Linked DNA regions of Triticum aestivum: regions 2 and 3 are each linked to region 1. A link is a contact called in public Hi-C data. All regions are on one chromosome and are shown on one strand. The core of a region is the stretch at or near the end of the contact, and the rest is flanking DNA. Distances in the headings are between cores, read along the strand shown.

Evidence for each region. Hi-C and Micro-C count contacts between places; a contact is called where the count stands out from the background.
Region 2: a Hi-C map of leaf shows a contact between it and region 1, with 3 times the contacts expected there. The contact joins the promoter of LOC123130782 here to the promoter of LOC543402 in region 1. A contact is called at or near these places in 2 of 5 Hi-C or Micro-C datasets (both in leaf).
Region 3: a Hi-C map of leaf shows a contact between it and region 1, with 7 times the contacts expected there. The contact joins the promoter of LOC123127961 here to the promoter of LOC543402 in region 1. A contact is called at or near these places in 2 of 5 Hi-C or Micro-C datasets (both in leaf).

What each region holds. Positions count from the first base shown.
Region 1 is chr6A:470,853,318-470,857,942 of IWGSC CS RefSeq v2.1, reverse strand. It overlaps LOC543402 (dehydrin COR410-like), which reads left to right and starts at 1,939. Exons shown (of 2, transcript XM_044547840.1): 1 at 1,939-2,315; 2 at 2,427-3,233. The coding sequence starts at 2,052. The coding sequence ends at 2,969. LOC123130781 (a long non-coding RNA gene) reads right to left here. Exons shown (of 2, transcript XR_006464009.1): 2 at 4,099-4,455.
Region 2 is chr6A:471,487,431-471,492,055 of IWGSC CS RefSeq v2.1, reverse strand. It overlaps LOC123130782, which reads right to left and starts at 2,824. Exons shown (of 1, transcript XM_044550593.1): 1 at 1,411-2,824. The coding sequence starts at 2,617. The coding sequence ends at 1,547.
Region 3 is chr6A:471,394,094-471,398,718 of IWGSC CS RefSeq v2.1, reverse strand. It overlaps LOC123127961 (protein S-acyltransferase 10), which reads right to left and starts at 2,462. Exons shown (of 11, transcript XM_044547841.1): 1 at 2,192-2,462; 2 at 1,987-2,101; 3 at 1,289-1,363; 4 at 1,129-1,200; 5 at 891-1,025; 6 at 751-784; 7 at 1-90. The coding sequence starts at 2,240.

The DNA.
Region 1 (4,625 bases), core at 690-3,189:
GTGGTCGTTCGGTGGTCCAAAGACCTTGATCTAATTTTTATTATGTTTAGGGTACTTTGTAATTCCAATGAACTTTTATTCGATATCTGGGTATTAAAAAAATATCTAAACCTTTTTTTAACATAGTACAATTGGAGATGCTCACATGCACTCACCCCATAAACACATGCACGCACTTTCTACACCTATGAGAGCCTTCAAGACACTGAGCCGACATAAAATCTTAAAATTGACGAAATCGTCATAAACACCTTTATAGTCAACGAAAACATCTCCTCACACCGAATGCACATAGTCGGAGTCACTAAAATAAATTCAAAAAATCACGACCACCGGTGTCAAGTATAACATGAACTCCGGTATCCACCGCAAGAAATCAAAACATCTCGCGCATCTGGGTACACATCGTGACGTCCACCGTCGACATAGCCCCCTGGGTGCGTGCGGTCGCGCAGTTAACGACGCAGCGATTCCGGGTGGCCCACGTAGTCGGCAAATCGTACGTGTGGGTGGGTGGGTGCGCCGGGGAGCGAGCTAGATGCGCTGAAGGCACAGTCTCGCCCTGTGCAGCCATGTGGCGGGGGGCAGCAGCCATCGAGCGATCGCCTCGCGTGCCGCTGAACTGAATCGATCCATGAGTCATGTCTGCCGCGTCGTACGACCCATGTGCAGAGGACGGAGCCCTTGCCACTGCCCGCCCAGGCAGGATCCGATGCTGCTGACTAGTTTATCCGCCGATCCGTTCGCGTCCCGACGACGAGGGCCGATAGTACGTCCGGCGAGCTGGTTATACACTGATCACGGATTTGCCAGGACCAGGAAGGAGGCGTTTTGCATCGCGATCCCACGGCGCCAAACTTTCCACCGCTGGCTGTCACGGCATCCCGTGCACCGAAAGTAGCCAATAATGACTCCAGCTAGTCTCGTACGGTCGGTGCCCGGGCTTGGCCGGTGAGTTTTCTTCCCAGGAATGGACGGTGAAAAAGAAACCAAAAGGCCGACACGCCACCGGCATTTGCCCACGAAAGCGCTCATCAAAGCGAGAAAGCAGAAACAAAAGAACGGCCAGCCCGATCGATCTGATTAGAAGCCCTGGACATCGGGGTGGCAGTTTAATCAGTCCGCTCACCCCGCCGGACTCCACTCGAGCAAGGAAACCCCACCCGCTTTGCTAGGTTCGGCACGACGGGCCGGTGAGCGGATAGTCGTTTCGACCCCACATGTCAACATCGGGCTCTCTTTCTAGAGCCCTCTCGTCGTCCTAGTCATGTGCTATCACTCCCCCGACGTGCACCCCTTGATTTAGTAACGAAATCCACCACGAACTCTTATCTTCGTCCGCTACCGGTGATTGAGCATCCGGAAGAATCGATGTTAATGCTTCCTCATCCTCAAAAAAAAAAAAGAATCAATGTTAATGCCACACAACCGCTAAAATAAACCCCGGCCAAACATTTGTGGACAAAATGGCTCACGCCACTGTTTCAAAAATCGATCGATCACTTAATCAATCGGTCGAATTATCTCAACCTAAAGTATTGCCGGAGAGCGACGGGCGTGGACAAGCGTCCCGTCGGCAGCGGATGCGGAGGAGAGGCCACGGAGGGAGGCACCCCACCGACCATTCGCACCGGGCCACGCCTCGGTGAGCGTAACTACCCACCACTCCACATGGCGCCCGCCGACCTCTCCCGATGCCGTCGATGGCGCGTCCGCCACGTCGGACTGACCGCCCCACGACATGCGTCGGGGCTCCACTGGCTCACGCGCTGCCCCGTCACGCCATTATTTCCGGCCGACACGCTGTCACTCACGACGTTGAACCGTCCTTCTTTCCTGCTTGTATTGTCCTCACGTACAGCGCTACAGGGCACAGATGTACACCTCTCGGCAGCGGCTCCGGATCGACCTCCTTGACAGCGGCTATATAAGGAAGCCTCTTGGCCAGGACACCTTCATCAGTCACAAAGCCACAAGCCAAGAACCAATACTTGATCTGTTGTTTCCTTTAGCTCCCGGAAGACTTTTCGCTGCACCGACCGATCTCGATCATGGAGGATGAGAGGAGCACCCAGTCGTACCAGGGAGGTGAGGCCGCCGAGCAGGTGGAGGTGACGGACAGGGGCCTCCTCGGCAACCTCCTCGGCAAGAAGAAGGCGGAGGAGGACAAGGAGAAGAAGGAGGAGGAGCTGGTCACCGGCATGGAGAAGGTCTCCGTGGAAGAGCCCGAGGTCAAGAAGGAGGAGCACGTGGATGGCGAGAAGAAGGAGACCCTCTTCTCCAAGCTGCACCGATCCAGCTCCAGCTCCAGCTCGGTAAGTGCAAACATGATTTAATTAGTAGCGTTTTGCTGTATTATTTAGGAGATTATTAGGATATGGCACGGTTGTTGCGATTTCTGACCTCGTGAGTGATCGTCTGTACAGTCTAGTGACGAGGAAGAGGAGGAGGTGATCGACGACAACGGCGAGGTGATCAAGAGGAAGAAGAAGAAGGGTCTCAAGGAGAAGCTCCAGGAGAAGCTGCCCGGCCACAAGGACACCGAGGGTGAGCACGTGACGGGCCTACCCGCACCGGCGGCCCCCGCGTCCGTGCAGACCCACCATGACACCGACGTCGTCGTCGAGAAGATCGACGGTGACGTGAAGACAGAGGCGACACCGGCAGTGCCCGAGGAGGAGAAGAAAGGCTTCTTGGAAAAGATCAAGGAGAAGCTGCCCGGCGGCCACAAGAAGCCGGAGGACGCTGCTGCGGTGCCCGTCACGCACGCTGCTCCGGCGCCCGTCACGCACGCTGCTCCAGCACCGGTGCACGCGCCGGCGCCGGCCGCCGAGGAGGTGAGCAGCCCTGACGCGAAGGAGAAGAAGGGCCTGCTGGGCAAGATCATGGACAAGCTGCCTGGTTACCACAAGACAGGGGAGGAGGACAAGGCCGCCGCCGCTACAGGCGAGCACAAGCCCAGCGCTTGATCGCCGCCGTGCCCGAGACCCGTGACCGGACCTCGATTGAATTGTTGGCGTGTGTTGTGTTTGCTTTACGTCTAAGTTGGTGTCAAGGTGGGAGGGGTTGATCGTCTTTGAAGGTCCGGTCCGTGAAGCCCGTTGAGTGACGGGTGCTTCTGTTTCAGTCTTTGAAGGTCCTGGATATTGTTAAGCTTGTTTACTTATGGGCACTTGTGTATTGGTTTATTGCTGGGCATTATGCCTTGATATTAAAGATTTCCGCCCAGTACATATTGCTGCATGTTGTGAAGATATATAGCGTATATTGTTGCGGTTTTTTCTTTTGCCGGAAATATATTGTTGTGTTGTGCATGTTAATTGTTGCTCGAAAGATGGTGTTTTTTCTTGGGACTGTCTATTTAGCACTTGACTATTTTATAATTGGAAAACATTCAAATATCCTGTCTAATAAACAGATGCCACTTGTATGTCCAAAACCAACCCCCACAGGCACTGTCTCTCGCTATATTTCAAATAAAACGGGTTAGGAAATAAACCCGAATCAAGTAAAGCTGGACCACGACCCGGTCAAGGAACAACAGCCAAAAATTGGCGGAGATCACCGGACAATCTACAGGCCAGGAACACTCGTAATCCTACTCCAATTCTTGACCCCCTTCACTAGCTTCACAAATTCTTCATCCCCTTCACCCCGCTTCACCTAGAAACATCAGAGAAACTAGTTACAAAGAAATTCCAAAGACAACAGGAAACTGTGGAATGTTTGATTGCTAGCAATTATAAAACTCTGGAATAACAAAAAAATTGCAGTCTAATGCCAAAAATTACAATAGCAAAACAATAGAAATTACACTACAAATCCTGATAGCTGAAAATTAAAGTGCAAACTCTGAAAAAGCATACAGTGGATTTACACCGTAAATACAAACGAAATGACACTGCAAGTTCCCAAGGATTTACATTTGAATAACTGATGAAGTTACACTGTAAACACCCACGAATTACAGTCAAAGTGCCCACTAATTGCACTGTAAATCCCCCGGAATTACACTGTTATTCCCAGGTATCAACGCTCATAAATGCACCATAAAATTAGACGTAAAAATCCACTGTGATCTATCTGAAAAATACTCTGTAAGCCCTAAAACAATTACAGTGCTGAAGTATTCAAATTACAGTGTAAATCTGCAGTATATTACAGTGTAAGCCCCACAATTCAGAGGTAAAATCCATTGTAATGTATCTAACAAATACTATAAGCCCTACAACAATTACAGAGTAAGACTCTGATAAATTACAGTATAAGCCCTAAAACAATTACAGTGCTCAATCATATTACAGTGTAAGCCCTACAGCAATTAGAACCATCTTCCGCAAAGTCATTAGGCACGAAGGGGTCTTGCAAAGGATCCACACTCTCAATAGAAGATGCTTCCGGAACATCCTTGTGAGAGACTTTCCGTAGCCTCCCCATAGATAATGAAGCTGAAAACTACAGAGAAGTAACTATTAATACTGATCCAAAATAATAAAATCAAGGCAGGAATTACACAAAAAATAAAACTAGGGAAATTACATGGTAAAACTTATGCAAACTACACCGTAAAATCAAGGCAGGAAACAAAATTACACAACACTGTAATACTGATAAAAAATACAGTG
Region 2 (4,625 bases), core at 1,575-4,074, 630 kb before region 1:
TTTGGTTTCAATAAGTCACCTGACTTATAAGTCAGGTGACTTGAAACCAATGACTTATAAGTCATGCCTGTTTGGTTGTCACCTGACTTATAAGTCATCTGACCATACCTTCTCACCTTTTTTTATGTAAAGATGATGGGACCCACGCAAAAGGAGGTGACTTATAAGTTTTAAGTTGGGGTGGAGCAACTTATGACTTATAAGTTGAGGTGACTTATAAGTTGGGTCTGTTTGGCAAAATAAGTCACTTTTTTCACTTTTCGACTTATAAGTTGGTAACTTATTTGGAACCAAACATGCCCTAACAATGGCAACATGGCGATGTCACTATTTATTTGTTTATTTTGTAGATAAATCATAATATAATCACCACAAAGTTTCATTGCAAAACACACAACACATGACGAACCCTAGCTAGCCAATCTCTCTCAAAAACACACACACACACACAACACATTTCAGGGGAACCAAAAACAATCCGCCGGAATACTCCAACTAGACGCAGTAACAATGAGATTTGCCATTTGTACCTCAATGCGTGAGTCAATCATTTGGCGAAGCCAGTAGTAGTACTAACGGAAGCGAACCACCTGACCACAACAGAACTGGTAGTAATACTAGTAAGAACTTTCATGTTAGCAGCTTCATACGTGGGTAGGGTGATGGACTTAATTAAGTTGCCTCCCTTGGCATTACTCCCAAAGATGCACGTACTAATGTGATTCAGCAGATTCCTCGAACACTCAAAACTACCACCACTTCCCCACACACACACACCTACTGGCAATACACTAATCGCTTTCGTCGTCGCCGATCACGGATCACCACTTTCAGAGTCGCGTAATATAGAAGCTACGGAGGCGTCCCCAAATCTCAACGACTTCGCGTCGCACGTGGTCTTATTTTGGGATGCCATCTCCGGCGGTGGCTGCTGCTGTTGCCAGCCATGCACCCTGGCGGCCTGCCTCACTGCCCAGCGACAGCATTGGACTTGAAACCTGGAGCCTGGCATAGAGAAAGCGGGAAAGGAAAACGCCCAGAACGGGCTGCCATAGCCCACGACGGCAGGCAGATCACTCGATCGGCGTGATTGGCGCCAGCGCCGAGCGCCCTAGGATCGAATCGTGCTGGAGAAAGCACGTCCAAGATCGCCATCCCGATCTCGCATGATTCCATCCACGTGACCCCACCCGTCTCCCAACCAACGATCGGGAATGAACCACTTTGAGCCATGGCAAGTCTTTTGCCTTGTTTAAAAAAAAACGATCGGGAATGAACCCATCATCGTTCGCCACTCGTCCCAGCCAAAGCGCGCGCGTGTCTGTCTAGTCTTGAACTCCCGGCGGCTCAGGCTGCGCGCCCTGCGTTGCGAAACGGTAATTTCTGAAGATGTTCTTCAAATATGCAGAGTTGGCAACACAAAACGGAAATCTCTTTTACTTCGGCTGCAATTGATGTTCTATTGGTGGTACTGCTAAACTATATACAAATTTCATCACATAAGTCGAGATTGTTGATGGTTCCAACGTCTGGGGATCACTATTCTTCAGAAGCTTGGGCTGAGAATGTTGAGCAGGGAGACTCTCGTGTTGACCAGGGCCCGGAAGACGTTCTCGCCGCTGCTCTCCACGTCCGCGACGCACCGCCCGAGGTTGTCCATGCGCTCAAACGCCGCCTTCCTGTCCTCCTCCTCCGGGTCTAGGTCGACCAGGGCCGCGTCGGGCTGGGGCTGCTTGGCGGAGCAGCCGTCGTCGGCGTGCTGCTTGCTCGCCGACCGGCGCTTCGCGCGCGACATCCAGCGCATCAGGTCGGCGACCCACCATATGCGCATGGACGAGGGCTTGGTGGTGACGATGTGGTGGCCGGTTCTCGGCGCGGCCGACGAGGAGGCGAACCTTGCGGGCGAGGGCATCCAGCACGGCGCGCTGACGACGTCGACGCGGGCCGTGGCGGCGGCAATGGACAGGGCGGACACGCCGGAGAAGACCGCGGCCGAGGCGGACGCGACGGCCGCCGCCGCGTCGACGATGGCGGCGGCGAGAGCGGCCGCGTCCGACGGGAGGCCCGCGGGCGCGGGAGGCGGCGCCTTGCCGGCCACGGCGCGGGCGGAGGAGGCGATCCGCGGGAGGTCGCGGCCGGACCGACGGAGCCCGCGCGCGGCGGACGCCAGGCGCGCCGGGTCCTCGCGCCGCAGCGCCGCGCGCGCCTCGGCCTGGAGCGCGGTGAGCGCGACCAGCACGTCGCGGAAGCTGCCGTGCGCGTCGGCCAGGCGGAGGAAGTCGTCGAGCAGCCGCTCCGCGAACGGCGACCGGCCGAGCCGCCGCAGCGGCTCCTGGGCCTGCGGGTGGTGGAGCAGCTCGGAGAGCGACACCAGGACCCGCCCCAGCTGCTCCGCGGCCTCCGTGATCGAGCGCGCCGTCGCGGCCGACGCCAGGCCCCCCGCCAGATCGCGCAGGGCCGCGACGTCTTCGTCGAGCTGGAGCACCAGCGGGTGGAACCGGCAGGGCAGGCTGGCCGAGCGGACGCGGTAGCCGGCCGCGGACTTCCCGTTCGACCCCGCCGCCGGCGCGGACTTGGGCGCGGGGAACGAGATCGTGCGGCGGAAACCGACCACCATCCTGCGACCGCGACCTTGCAGCAGCGCCGTAGCCGGAATGGAATCCGCGGATCGGGCGACGGGCTGACCTACGCGCGGCGGCGGCCGGCGCGGAGCACCTGGCCTGGAGGAGAAGGGGGAGATGGGGGCGTTTTGTTTTCGAAGTGCGGAGTGAGATTCGGGGATGGGATGGAAGCCGTGGATGGGGTGGGATCGATCGCACGGCCGGTCGTTATATAAAGCAAAGCAGGGGAGGTGCAGACGGTGGAGGCGACTAGGCGTGGAGCTGGACCAGACCGGTTCTGCTCTGCCCTAGGTTGTGCACCGCACGCACACGACATTTGGAGGTTTTCCTAGGTCGGGGCCCGGCTGGCAGAGTTGCATGGCAGGCGGGCCGGGCGGAGTGAGTGCTCATGGTCCCTCGACAGCTTTTCGAAATCAAAAAAAAATATTTTTCCGCGAGAAGCCAAATTTTTGTTTTTACTAAGATAATTGTCCGTGCTTGCAATGGATGTAAATATTTTATAATATGTTAGCTCGTGATTACATTTTATATTAGTGGGATTGCTTAAATAATTATTTATCAAATCAGGTTGTGCTTTTTACGAATCTAAATAACACTTTAGGATCCCCGCAAAAAAAGTAACACTTTAGGATTTTATTTGGTAATAACTTATTGTCTTGTCAAAGAAAGCAGAATTTTATTTGGTAAGTCATGAAAGACGAGAGGGAGGGTCGAATATTGGACGAAGAACGAGGTGGATGACAAAATCTTATGTTTTTTTTAACAAAGATGCATGCGGGCGCTCGTACATACACATATAGTCACCCATATAAAAGTACACACGCACACCCTATCCTATGAGCATCTTCGAGAGATTGAGCCGACACATCATCTTGAGATTGACGAAGTCGCCACAGACATTTTTGTATTCCATGGGAACGTCAACTTCTACTGAAGGTACATCGTCGGAAGGCTTGAAATAAATTCGGAAAAATGCGAGCATCAATATCAAGTCTAGGACTTGAACTCTAGTGGGCTGGGAATACTACTGTCCTCCTGACCATCCAATCACATGTTGATTTGCAATCTTACGTTCTTTTTAAGTACGAAAAGAAAACACACGTACAGAAATGTATATTTAAAAGATTAAAGTTGTGTAGTTGTAACAACATCTTCAACTAGACTCATCTGTTCCCTCCATATGCCAAGCCGGACACGACATGGACAAAAAAGAAGTCACCCAGTCGACCCCCCTGTGGTTAGCTCATTTATCTGGCAGTCCTCATATCCACTCCATATGTAGGGTGGATATGAGGTAGGCCGTATGCAACCACCACGTTGCATCAGTCTAAACTGGCACACCCGACCCAATAAAAACCTCACTCCGAACAAAACCCTAGCCTCACTCCTCACTTAACCTCCCCCCTCCCATCATCCACCGTGACCATGACTGAATCTGGCAGCAGCTCCTCCTTTGGAGTTGACCTCGTGGATTGGGACATGCTCACGACATAGTCGAACGAGGAACTGGCCATCTGTGTCTCCCTTCACCGGTCTTGGATGGATAGGGGTGGAAGCTCGAGCTATGCGCCCTTCCAGATGGCCGAGAAGGCTTCTCTAGCTCCACGATCGTCCCGGCTCGTCACGGTCCACACCCTCCCCGGTGGCTCGTCGGGGCTCTTGCGGATCCGCGCCAATCCCCCTGCCTCGAATGACGATGACCTCGTCGGTGGCGTCCTGCACTAGCGCCGAGACAAACGCCCGCCGCCGCTGCCGCAAAAATGTGAAAAACACATTGTCGGTGTCAAAACCGGCGGATCTCAGGGGGTCCCGAACTGTGCGTCTAAGGCGGATGGTAACAGGAGGCAGGGGACACGATGTTTTACCCAGGTTCGGGCCCTCTTGATGGAGGTAAAACCCTATGTCCTGCTTGATTTATTCTTGATAATATGAGTAGTACAAGAGTTGATCTACCACGAGATCGGAAAGGCTAAACCCTAGAAGCTAGCCTATGGTATGATTGTA
Region 3 (4,625 bases), core at 1,213-3,712, 540 kb before region 1:
TTTGCCAATGCACGTTCCAAGCCAAACACAGTGATGGTCAAACTGAAGGACACATTTATCACAATCATGGCAGTGCCTGGTACGAGGTGGCTGCAAAAGTGTAATGTAGGAAAAAGTGAACTTAGACAATCAGCAAAAGCTTTACATGGAAAAAGTTTGAAGAGTAGGACGTAGGATCAGTGGATCACACAGATCAGTGTGAAACAAAGACATGTGAAAAACAACTATTTAGTAATGTATGAGACAGTACTAATTCAATCTGTAGCATCCAAAGTCGTGTAACCACCACTTTGCTAATTAGTTAGGAATTAGAACCCCGACATAGCATCAGGGTGTAGAAGACCCTCAGGATGGTCTCAGGGAGCTTTAAGATACTCGTCATAGCCTTAGGGCACCTAAATGGGTCTTCAATAGGCAATACAATGAAACCATTTAGAGCAACAGTATGACGGAAAGGCTGCAAATAGACTACTTCAACTATATCATGGAACAATCAACTGTAATTCTAATGCCTGAATTTTATAGATCCACTTAACGATTCTTAACCAGTGACGTAAGGAGTTTAGTTAAATACAACCAAAGGTACGTGGACATAACTCATGGCTCACAAAAATGCCTTGTTTTTCGTGTCACCGACCCACACTTGATGTGAAGTTCAATCCGATGATTTTATACAATGGACGTAGTGAACATTTGCATGTCATAATTATGAAAGCTTTAGCACCATAAATTGAGAAGATAAAACAAAACCTGGATAATTTTGCAATATTGGCAAGTCCAATCCCTACAAAGAAAATATAGAAGAATGTTAAACTAATATTATGACCGCGAGCAAACACAAGGATTTTACTACTGCATATACCCTAAAAAATAAATTTCTCGAGCTTCACCTGTTGCTTGACCCAGGAGGATAAAGATCCACAATTTGATGCAACCATGACGATGAAGAAGACATTGGTCTAAGTTTCTCTAGATCAGGCCGGTTTGTGGTGGACTTTAAGCTTCCATGTTTTGAACTGGATTGTCTTTTCTTAATCATCAAAAACACACACACAAGAAAGTATAAGTATCAGTGTATACCTCAGATAGGTTGTCAACACTTCTATGCTATGGTGATTACGACATTACTTTGAAAGAGTGGCGGTATTGATGAAGGTTGCATGCATCCCACCACTGGCTTGCATTGCATCAATAACATAGCTGACGGCACAGGAGCCCCAAAATCAGGCACTTATCAGATTCAATCGATAATGTGTATGATAATAAATTCAATAAGACTATTCAATACCCTGGAGATGAACCAGCAGTGTAGAAGTATTGCGCTAAGGCGATCAGAACGAGCACACCATACACTCCGATATACCTGTAATAAAATGATACCAAATGGAGATCCTCAACAACCAAAAAGAGATAACTGTACACATCCTAAGTCAGAACAGAATGGACGGGGATTTATAGTGCAATATGGGGGGGAAATCGTGGCGTAACATACTCCTAGTGACCAGAGTGTAAATAAGACTGAGAACCATGATGCCTACACTCTGGCTGAAACAGTCAAGCAAAAAACGGCACTACAAGAAACTACCAAATACCACTCAGATATACTCCCTCCGTCCCATAATATAAGAGCGTTTTTGACACTAAACTAATGTCAAAAACACTCTTATATTACGGGACGGAGGGAGTACTATAATAGAGTGCTTTGACTTCTGAGAAGAGCATGTTATTATCACTGTGTAAAATTACGAGATTTATGCTTCATAGCTGGTGGCACGCGGACAACTAGCACGCTAGCACCCCAAAAGCTACCTTTTCTGGTAGAATCATATCAGATTATATGGTTTAAAACAGGGGAAACAATCATTAGAGTGATACCTATAGCTGGAACAAAGCTTCGGACGCCGCACAAATCGACAGCGCGTCTTAAATTTGGAATTGAACCAAGCAAAAATTGAACTGGTGGGCGAAATAAGGTGGGAACTGTACCACGGCTCCTCGTGGATCCGCCTATCGAGGGTCGAATCGAGCAGGAAGACGGCGCCGACGAAGACCACGTGCATCAGGAGCACCATGGCCCTCAGGCCCAGGGGCGACCTCCTCGCTGCGCAAGAGAAACCCCAAACACCAGATCAGGACGCAAACACCCGGGACCGAATCGAGCTGAGGAGGGGGGATCGAACGGAGAGCGTACTCCGATCGGAGAGGCGGGGGCCTGGCTCGGCGGCGGAGGAGGACGCCATTGGGGCCGCCGCGGTCGCATCCGACGGCGAGGATGGTTAAGCGGGAGTGAGGAGGGCTGCCGGCGGTCGCGACTCTGGTGCTCCGGAGACGACGTTTTCCGGTGGAAGAAGCGGGGTCCGTTGGGGTGGTGGGGGCCACGTGACAGACAGGACTATGTTGTCTTATTGAAGTGGATGGGGGCCAGCTGGAAGTGGGGATAGGACGAGAAGGTGTTACTCCAGTTGGGGAACTGGATCCATCCATGTGAGATGCAGAGCATCTCTAGATATATGGGCGTCTTGCAAATTTCGTTTACAGTATCTTATAAATAAATTTTGGGGGAGGTCTGCCTCCTCGATAGAATAGATCCGATAAACATGACCGAATTTGCACTCGATTTGAAACATCTAGTTCGCTCTATAGATCATACAAGCATAGTTCATCATACAATAGATAGATAGTTCCGCACAAAGCACATCGATAGATAGTTCAAACTTAAACTACTAGACTAGATACTTCATACTAGCATCTACTCCTTGCCGGACTCACCGTCGTCACCGGAGTCGTCCTCGCGAGGCGGGGACTCGTTGTCGTGGAGGGTGTGGTAAATGAGCGTGCCGGAAAGGGTTGAGGCGAGTTGGTACTCCTTCCAGAGCGCCGGCAGGCGCGAGGCCGCAACTGCATCTCCGTGGCGGCAGCCTCCTTCACCCCCCACCAGGCGCGCTCGGCCGCCCCTGAGGCGCTGGATGGACGGATCAAAGAGCCACCCGAGGCGACGGAAAGTCACCCACGCCCGCGCTCTGGCGTTGCGGGACTTTGCGTCGCGGGTGCGCGCCTGCTCCCTGCGCCTTTCCGACACGGGAGGACGGAGGGAGGAGTTGCTGGCCTCGTCGTTGTTGCGCCGCTTGCAGCCGCCGAGCCCACCGCGGCTGTGATGTAGGGTGGAACCCTAATTGGCCGATCTTTCACGGAAGGAGCGGATCCCGCGATGAACACGAATAACACGAGGAGGGAAACAATGGAAGACACGGGGGAAACACAAGAGAAACACTAATCCAACAAGAAATAGTCACACATGTGCTAGATCCTCGAGTACATAAGAAATCACACGATCCACGGACAACTAAGGACGATACAAAGGTAGCCGGTCTTCTCCGTGAGGAGGTCTTGAATCCACGAGGGGATCTTCCCTTAGCGGGGTCTTGAATCCAAAGGGATCTTCTCCGAAGAGGGGCCGCGGTGTAACACCCTCGATGCGACTATATCTCCCACGTGTCAAGGCACGACTTAGAGGCATAATCGCATAGAAGGCATATGTCGCAAGTTAGGCAATCTTCACAACATCCCATGTAATATATATGTAATAAAAGGAGAGATAACATAGTTGGCTTGCACTCGCCACGTCAATCAAGTACATAAATAACATTACATCATCCAAACACTCATGGCCCGACTACGACGCCAAAATAAAAGATAATCCAACATGCGACACGGTCCCGATCACCCCAACTGAGCACCACTACTGATCATCAGGAAAAAAAACATAGTATCGTTGAGAGTCTTCGTCGAACTCCCACTTGAGCTCAAGCGCGTCACCTGGAGCGGAATCATCAGGCCCTGCATCTGGTGTAAATAGTAATCTGTGAGCCACAGGGACTCAGCAATCTCGCACCCTCGCGATCAAGACTATTTAAGCTTATAGGTAAGGCAGGGTAAAAATATATGTGGAGCTGCAGCAAGCGACTAGTATATATGGTGGCTATCCTTTTCGCAAAAGAGAGCGAGAAGAGGATGCAAAGCGCGAGCGAGAAACTAGAGGACAACCTGCGCAAAACATTACTCCAACACCGTGTCCACTTCCCGGACTCCGCCGAGAAGAGGCCATCACGGTAACTCACACGGTTGATTCATTTTAAATAAGTTAAGGTTCAAGTTATCTACAACCGAACATTAACAAATCCCCATCTGCCCATAACCGCGGGCACGGCTTTTGAAAGTTCAAATCCCTGCAGGGGAGTCCCAACTTAGCCCATGACAAGCTCTCACGGTCAACGAAGGAATTGACCTCCTCCCGAGACGTTCCGATCAGTCTCGGTATCTCGGTTCTTCAAGACACTTCGACAGGTTAAAACAAGACCAGCAACACCGCCCGAATGTGCCGACAAATCCCGATAGGAGCTGCACATATCTCGTTCTCAGGGCACACTCAGATGAGCTCTCCATACAACTAAAATCAAACCTCGAGTTTCCCCGAGGGGGCGCTGCACAGGACTCTAGTTTGGACCAACACTCAGAGGAGCACTGGCCCAGGGGGCTAAAATAAGATGACCCTCGGGCTCCGGGAACCCAAGGGAAAAGAGGCTAGGTGGAAAATGGTAAAACCAAGGTTGGGCATTGCTGGAAAA